Regions from separate parts of the Mus musculus genome. Here region 2 is linked to region 1. Evidence: chromatin contacts called from public HiChIP or PLAC-seq data. All regions are on one chromosome and are shown on one strand. Each heading gives the region's core, a stretch centred on a gene start, on an enhancer-like site or on the middle of the called end of the contact. The rest is flanking DNA. Distances are from core to core; before and after follow the strand shown. Region 1 overlaps Pstpip1 (proline-serine-threonine phosphatase-interacting protein 1). Region 2 has its middle 74 kb from the start of Gm31529.

Region 1 (2,700 bases), core at 118-2,617:
CTTTTAGAGGGCCATCTCCCTGGCCTGGCTGTAGTCAGGTGCCAAGGCCCTAGTTCTGTGTCCTGTGGGTGACCTGGCCTAGTCATTGCGCAGCCAAGGAAAAGACGACTTGCTTGGCCCACACTGGCTGGGCCTGGCAAGATATGTGGGAGCTGAACTTTAAAGGTAGCTTCCTCCTCCCCACAGAGCCTGGGGCTGGGGATCTGGTGGGGATGGGGCCCTGCTGGCTGCAGGTGCGGAGATGACCAGGAGAGTGACCATGGGAGGAGAGGATGCTGAGAACGAAGGGACTATCAGGAATGGCTGTGGGGAGGCCTGCTGCCATGGAGGCCTGTGGTGGTAGCAGGTTGGCAGAGGTCCTGAAGCGCTGAGAATTCCCAATTATCCCCTTTGCTTCCAGTGAGGTAAGGCAAGGCCTACCCCTCTTCTCTCCTCCCTACCACCAGGTTCTCTGGGCTGCTACATGGAAGTCCCAAGACCACACCTTCTGCTCCTGCTGGTAAATAAGGGGGAAGGGCTAATGGGAGAGGGGACATGTCTCCCACCAGTGGGGATGAGAGGACTCCTGTATAGCATTGATGGAACACTAATGTCCCAGAGGGAAAAGGTATTCTGTCCAAGAGTGTGGATGGTGTAGGATTAAGCCCCACCCCAGCAGTCTCAGATTCGGGCCTCATCCTGCTCTCAGCTTCCACAGAGACTCTGACTCCCACCCCTGAGCGGAATGAGTTGGTCTACGCATCCATCGAAGTGCAGGCGACCCAGGGAAACCTTAACTCATCAGCCCAGGACTACCGGGCACTCTACGACTACACCGCACAGGTGAGGGCTTCCCCTTGTGCCTGGGAGCACGCCTGGGGCGTGAGCACTTACATAGCACCAGAGACTGGAATAGTTCAGTGGACATCTGCTGGACCAGGATCTGCTGTGGATAGATCAGGCCTTGTGCACAATGACCAAAAATGAGTCCTTGAGCTGCCCTGGAACTATTTCCTGACATCCTTGGAGAAAGGTGGGCAGGGCACCCACAGAGCATCTGTGCTTGAGATGGACTGAAGTCCAACACAAGCCCTGGGCTTAAGGGGGTAGGGGTAGACCTGGAAGGCAGGCCCTGAACTTGGGCTAATACACCCACACATATAGGCAGACATGTAGGCAAGCTAGATGGGGCTGTACTGAGGTCACATTCAGGGGTACAGACCTGGACAGTAACAGGGTACTCAGGTAGCAGTAGATTGCTGTGTGATTTGTCTAGAGCTTGCCCTTACGTTGTGACAAGCACTTCTGAGGAGCTGCAGTGGTTGGAGCAGTGAGAGAAGTCCAGGATGGGAGGTCTCCATGACAACCTGAGCTTGTTAGGAGGCCAAGTGCCTTTGGGGAAACCCCACAGCCTGTCTATCTGCAAAGGAACCACTCTGGAGGCCTTAGCATGACTCAGCAGACTGCTTGCCCTGGGAGACAAACATGCACTGCCAAAGTGGGGGCCGCAGAGCACAGCACCCCGTCCTGGTGGCTCCTCCCATCTCACACACTTGCCATTTCTTGCCCAGAATTCTGATGAGCTGGACATTTCCGCGGGAGACATCCTGGCGGTCATCCTGGAAGGGGAGGATGGCTGGTGGACTGTGGAGCGGAACGGACAACGTGGCTTTGTCCCTGGGTCGTACTTGGAGAAGCTCTGAGGAAAGGCTAGCAGTCTCCACATACCTCCGCCCTGACTGTGAGGTCAGGACTGTTTCTTTCCATCACCGCCCAGGCCTCACGGGGCCAGAACCAAGCCCGGTGGTGCTGGGAATGGGCTGGGTGCTGGCTACTCTCAATAAATGTCTCCCAGAAGGAGTAAAGCGGCACATTCTTCCTTTGCTGGGGTCCTTTTCTCTTACCCAGTGTCCAGGGCCTCGATCCAGAGAGCCAGAGTATACAGAGGCTGGGAGAACAGAGCTCTGCCACTAACAGGAGCAGTCAGGCCCAGTCTCAGCCAGGGACAGAGGAGAGGCCTCGACCCAGGTGCCCGAAGCTCCCAGGCTGCCAGAGCTACATTCATACTTGGGACAGCCAGGAAGATGCAAGTGAGAGGGGCTCAGGAGGGCCACAATGAGATGAGGCATCCTGTGACAGGGAAGTGGGGCACAGAAGGATGTGGAGAGGCGGCAGCAGCCACGTTTGCCAGAAGGCAAATGTCTGAGCATACATAAGAACATAGGGGATAAGAAGACTGCTGGGGACGAGAAAGTGCTGGTGGCTCTGGAGGCGGCACACAGCCCTCAGTGTTCCTCCTTGACACGACCCCGTCATGTCTGTGCCTACCTCACAGGAACCAGCTGTGGGCCCGTGGCTTCCCTGCCTGCCCACCTGGAAGCCAGCAATAGAGGCCTAACCATGTACCAGGCAAATGTCAGCAGCCAGAGGTGAAACTGTGAGCAAGTATGGTCTAGAGAGGGGGGAGGAGGGGGTTGCTGCAAGGCTCCTCCATGTTCATCACCAATGCATCTCCATTCTCTGATCCTCACCGGAGCAGAAAGGCAGGCTTGGCTAAGCAACCATGCAGATTGACAAGGCTGGGCCGCCTTTGGGTTGTGCTCTCTTATCCATCTCAGACATGAGGGCACTTTACAGGCTGGGTCCAGGCAGCAGATTGCCTGGAACCAAGGCTCTGGGGCTGAGGATCAGGCTAGCTGTTCTGAGGCGTCTGCCATCACT
Region 2 (2,700 bases), core at 38-2,537, 380 kb after region 1:
ATGCAGGGAGCAAGTAGCTGACTCCAGAGGAGGAAAAGTTGGAAGAAAAAAAAAAAGTCAATGTGAAGGAATAAAGACATTTATTTGATGGAGGTAGGGATGCTTCGGCCTCTTTCCCAGCCCCTGCCTCACCTGAAAGTAACTGCCTGGTCCAAAAAAAAAAAAAAAAAAAAAAATCCACCTACATAGGGGCAACACTCCCTTCTGGTCCTTGTCAGCTTCCGAGTGTCCCTCTGTCCTGTGTCAGCACCTAGTAGTCTGAGTTCAGCAGGAAAGGCCGGATGCAGGCCTGGCCCTGGCCCTTCTCTCCTAGCTTGACAGGAGGAGGCCTTGACCTGCCTACAGGATGCGGGTTCACATCCTGCACCTCATCATGGAATCCGGCTTCGCCTGCTGCTCTGGTTTCTTCTTACAATCCCAAGAGACAGGAGCCCTGCAGGGCAGGGAAAGGACCCAAGGCCAGACTTCCAAGCAGAACGCTTTTGGGATGCCTGAGCCTCAGCCTGTCTGTCTTTCAGGGGTGGGGAGGGAAGGGCCCCCCACTCTTTCCCAATGTCCCAGTCTTAAACTCGTGCAGTCCAAAACAAGCCAGTTCATTGTGTTCTTGGATATAAATATTGATTCTGGTTGATGTTAACATTCTGTTCATAAAAGAATGTAACATATTTCTCTCACACCATATTAGACTGATGTGTTGTTTGGCCAAGAGAAGTAGAGATTTCTGGCTTCTGCAGAAAATGTGGACATTTAAATGCATGCAGCTTTCAGAAGTCTGGAGAGCAGACTCAGAATAGCAACGAGGGCTTTTGGCTGGCTTCAGCCCTGTCCTCCTCCATCCTTGGCTTGTCACTTTGGCGTTCCTAATCTCTTGTAATTAGGAAGCTGCTTGGCTGTCCACATCTGCTTTCATCAGGAAGGCCTATAAGGTCAGCGCTGAACATTTTTAATTTTCTTCCCTTGAGAAAAAGATCTGGGAGGTCTCCCATTTTTCTTCCCCTCTCCACGTGGGAGGGGAGGGTAAAGGCTTCAGACCAGAGGGTGGTCCATCCAAGCATTCCAACCTGGGCCAGACAAGCCCAAGAATAGGATGTGCTGGCCGCCTTGGCAAGGCAAATTCCCCACATTCCACAAGCGCTCTTCACGGGAAATCTAACTCATGAGAAAGTGGAATTCATGATGTGTATGCGTGTGCATTCGGGTGCCAGCACGTCTCACACAGACAGATCCCCGGCTCTCTGGTATTTCGTAAGAGTGGTAGAGCCCATTTCCAGATGTGGGAAGCCAGACTGGGTCGCTGTGCTGTCAGAGGAAGCAGCGCCCTCTGCTGTCCAGATCAGACAGCACCGCGGTGGAGGGAAAGGACCCGAGGGGTCTGGAAAGCAAGTTCCTGGTTAAAACCTTGGCTCACCGTGGCATGCTGGAGGCCTTGCACCTCCTTTTTCTTCCCACTGCGAGCCTGCAAGAGGCTGGCTGCCCTCGGACTAGCTGGTTCTTTTGATGTTCTGTAGCTGCGAGCCAGCCAAAAATGAGGATTTGCTATAAAACTCCAGCCTCCCGCAGCATCTGCTGAGCTAGTTCCGAGGTGAGAGGCAGTGGCGCTGACTTCTGCATGAGAACCTAGCCAGCAATCCCAAGCCAGGCGAGACAATAGGGGCAGCGTGCCCACGAGGAGGCCTCTGGCCGAGAGGCAGCCCTGTGGCCTCATTGTGCCCTTGGAAGGCGCTGGCAGAGGCCTGGCTGCCTCCGAGGCTTCCAGCAGAGTGGAAGCTGCCATGGCTCAGCTCAGGCATACTGGCATCTCCACCTCCAGGAGCTGGCAACACAGACAGAGGGAGGCCCCGCCCTCTGCCCTGTTTCCTGCCAAGAAGAAGGCTCTGCAGCACTGCCAGAGTCGATTCGCCGGGTTGAGGGAGGGGAAACGACAGAGAGCGAGAGAAGGAGAGAAGGGGAGAAGGAGAGAGGAAAGAGGTAGAAAATGGGAGAAAAGGAAGGGCGTAGGGAGGAAGAGAGGGAGGAGGGAGAGAGAAGGAGGGAGATAAAGAGGAAGAAGAGAGGGAGAGGAGGAGAAAGGAAGGGAAACGGTGAAGGAAAAGAAATGAGGAAGAAAGAGGGGAGGGAGAGAAGTGTGTGTGTGTGTGTGTGTGTGTGTGTGCGCGCGCGCGCGCGCGCGCGCGCTGCCCAAGCTCCCAAGCCAGGTGCAGAAAGCTACTGAAGCAAACTTATTGGACAACCTTTCAGTTTTGCAAGAGAAAAATAGAAGGCATAAGACAATCAGTTTCTGTTTTGAGGGGAAGATTTTTATTTGTTTATTTTTGGCAAACTGAGCTCCTCTCTGCTGGGAGGACTGAAAACCCAAACCACCAAACAGCCCCTAACAACAATGCCCTTCTCTCTCTCTCTGGGACCAATTTCCAGACAGCACAGCGGTCCTGACAAGGTCAACAAGCCGAAGCTGGGAGCGCAAGATCTTTATCTACGTGGGAAATAAGAAAATCATTTGACTGATAAAAGGAAATACAATAAATAGCATCTAAATTCCTGGCTGCATTCCCCCGAGCCCCTCCTCTGCAAGAGAAAGTGCCAGGGCAGGAATACAACTGCCACTACAGCAGGTTTAAAAATAGCACACTGCACACAGCCCTTCCTACCTTCCAGAAAGACTTCATTACCGGGTCCTCAGCCCTGAGCCTGCAGAGCCGC

The links. HiChIP or PLAC-seq counts read pairs in DNA pulled down with a chosen protein or histone mark.
Region 2: a contact with region 1 is called in a FOXA1 HiChIP or PLAC-seq map of pancreatic cancer cells. The contact joins two enhancer-like sites. A contact is called at or near these places in 7 of 484 Hi-C or Micro-C datasets (B cells, the C2C12 cell line, the HL-1 cell line and 3 more), 9 of 115 datasets of contacts at active chromatin or transcription factors (T-cell acute lymphoblastic leukemia, bone marrow-derived macrophages, embryonic stem cells and 5 more) and 4 of 9 other capture datasets (adipose tissue, embryonic stem cells, liver and 1 more).

The regions. Positions count from the first base shown.
Region 1 is chr9:56,127,039-56,129,738 of GRCm38.p6, forward strand. Pstpip1 (proline-serine-threonine phosphatase-interacting protein 1) reads left to right here. Exons shown (of 15, transcript NM_011193.3): 13 at 447-499; 14 at 689-822; 15 at 1,551-1,852. The coding sequence ends at 1,682. Among named protein-coding and RNA genes, the nearest start is that of Tspan3, 33 kb to the right of the region's middle. Within about 2 kb of position 1,368, at least 76 of the 459 cell types and tissues checked have an H3K27ac peak or open chromatin away from gene starts, as enhancers often do. A contact at or near this core is called in the HL-1 cell line, embryonic fibroblasts and pancreatic cancer cells, where this site is marked.
Region 2 is chr9:56,504,839-56,507,538 of GRCm38.p6, forward strand. No RefSeq gene overlaps it. Among named protein-coding and RNA genes, the nearest start is that of Gm31529, 74 kb to the right of the region's middle. Within about 2 kb of position 1,288, at least 268 of the 459 cell types and tissues checked have an H3K27ac peak or open chromatin away from gene starts, as enhancers often do. A contact at or near this core is called in the HL-1 cell line, embryonic fibroblasts and pancreatic cancer cells, where this site is marked.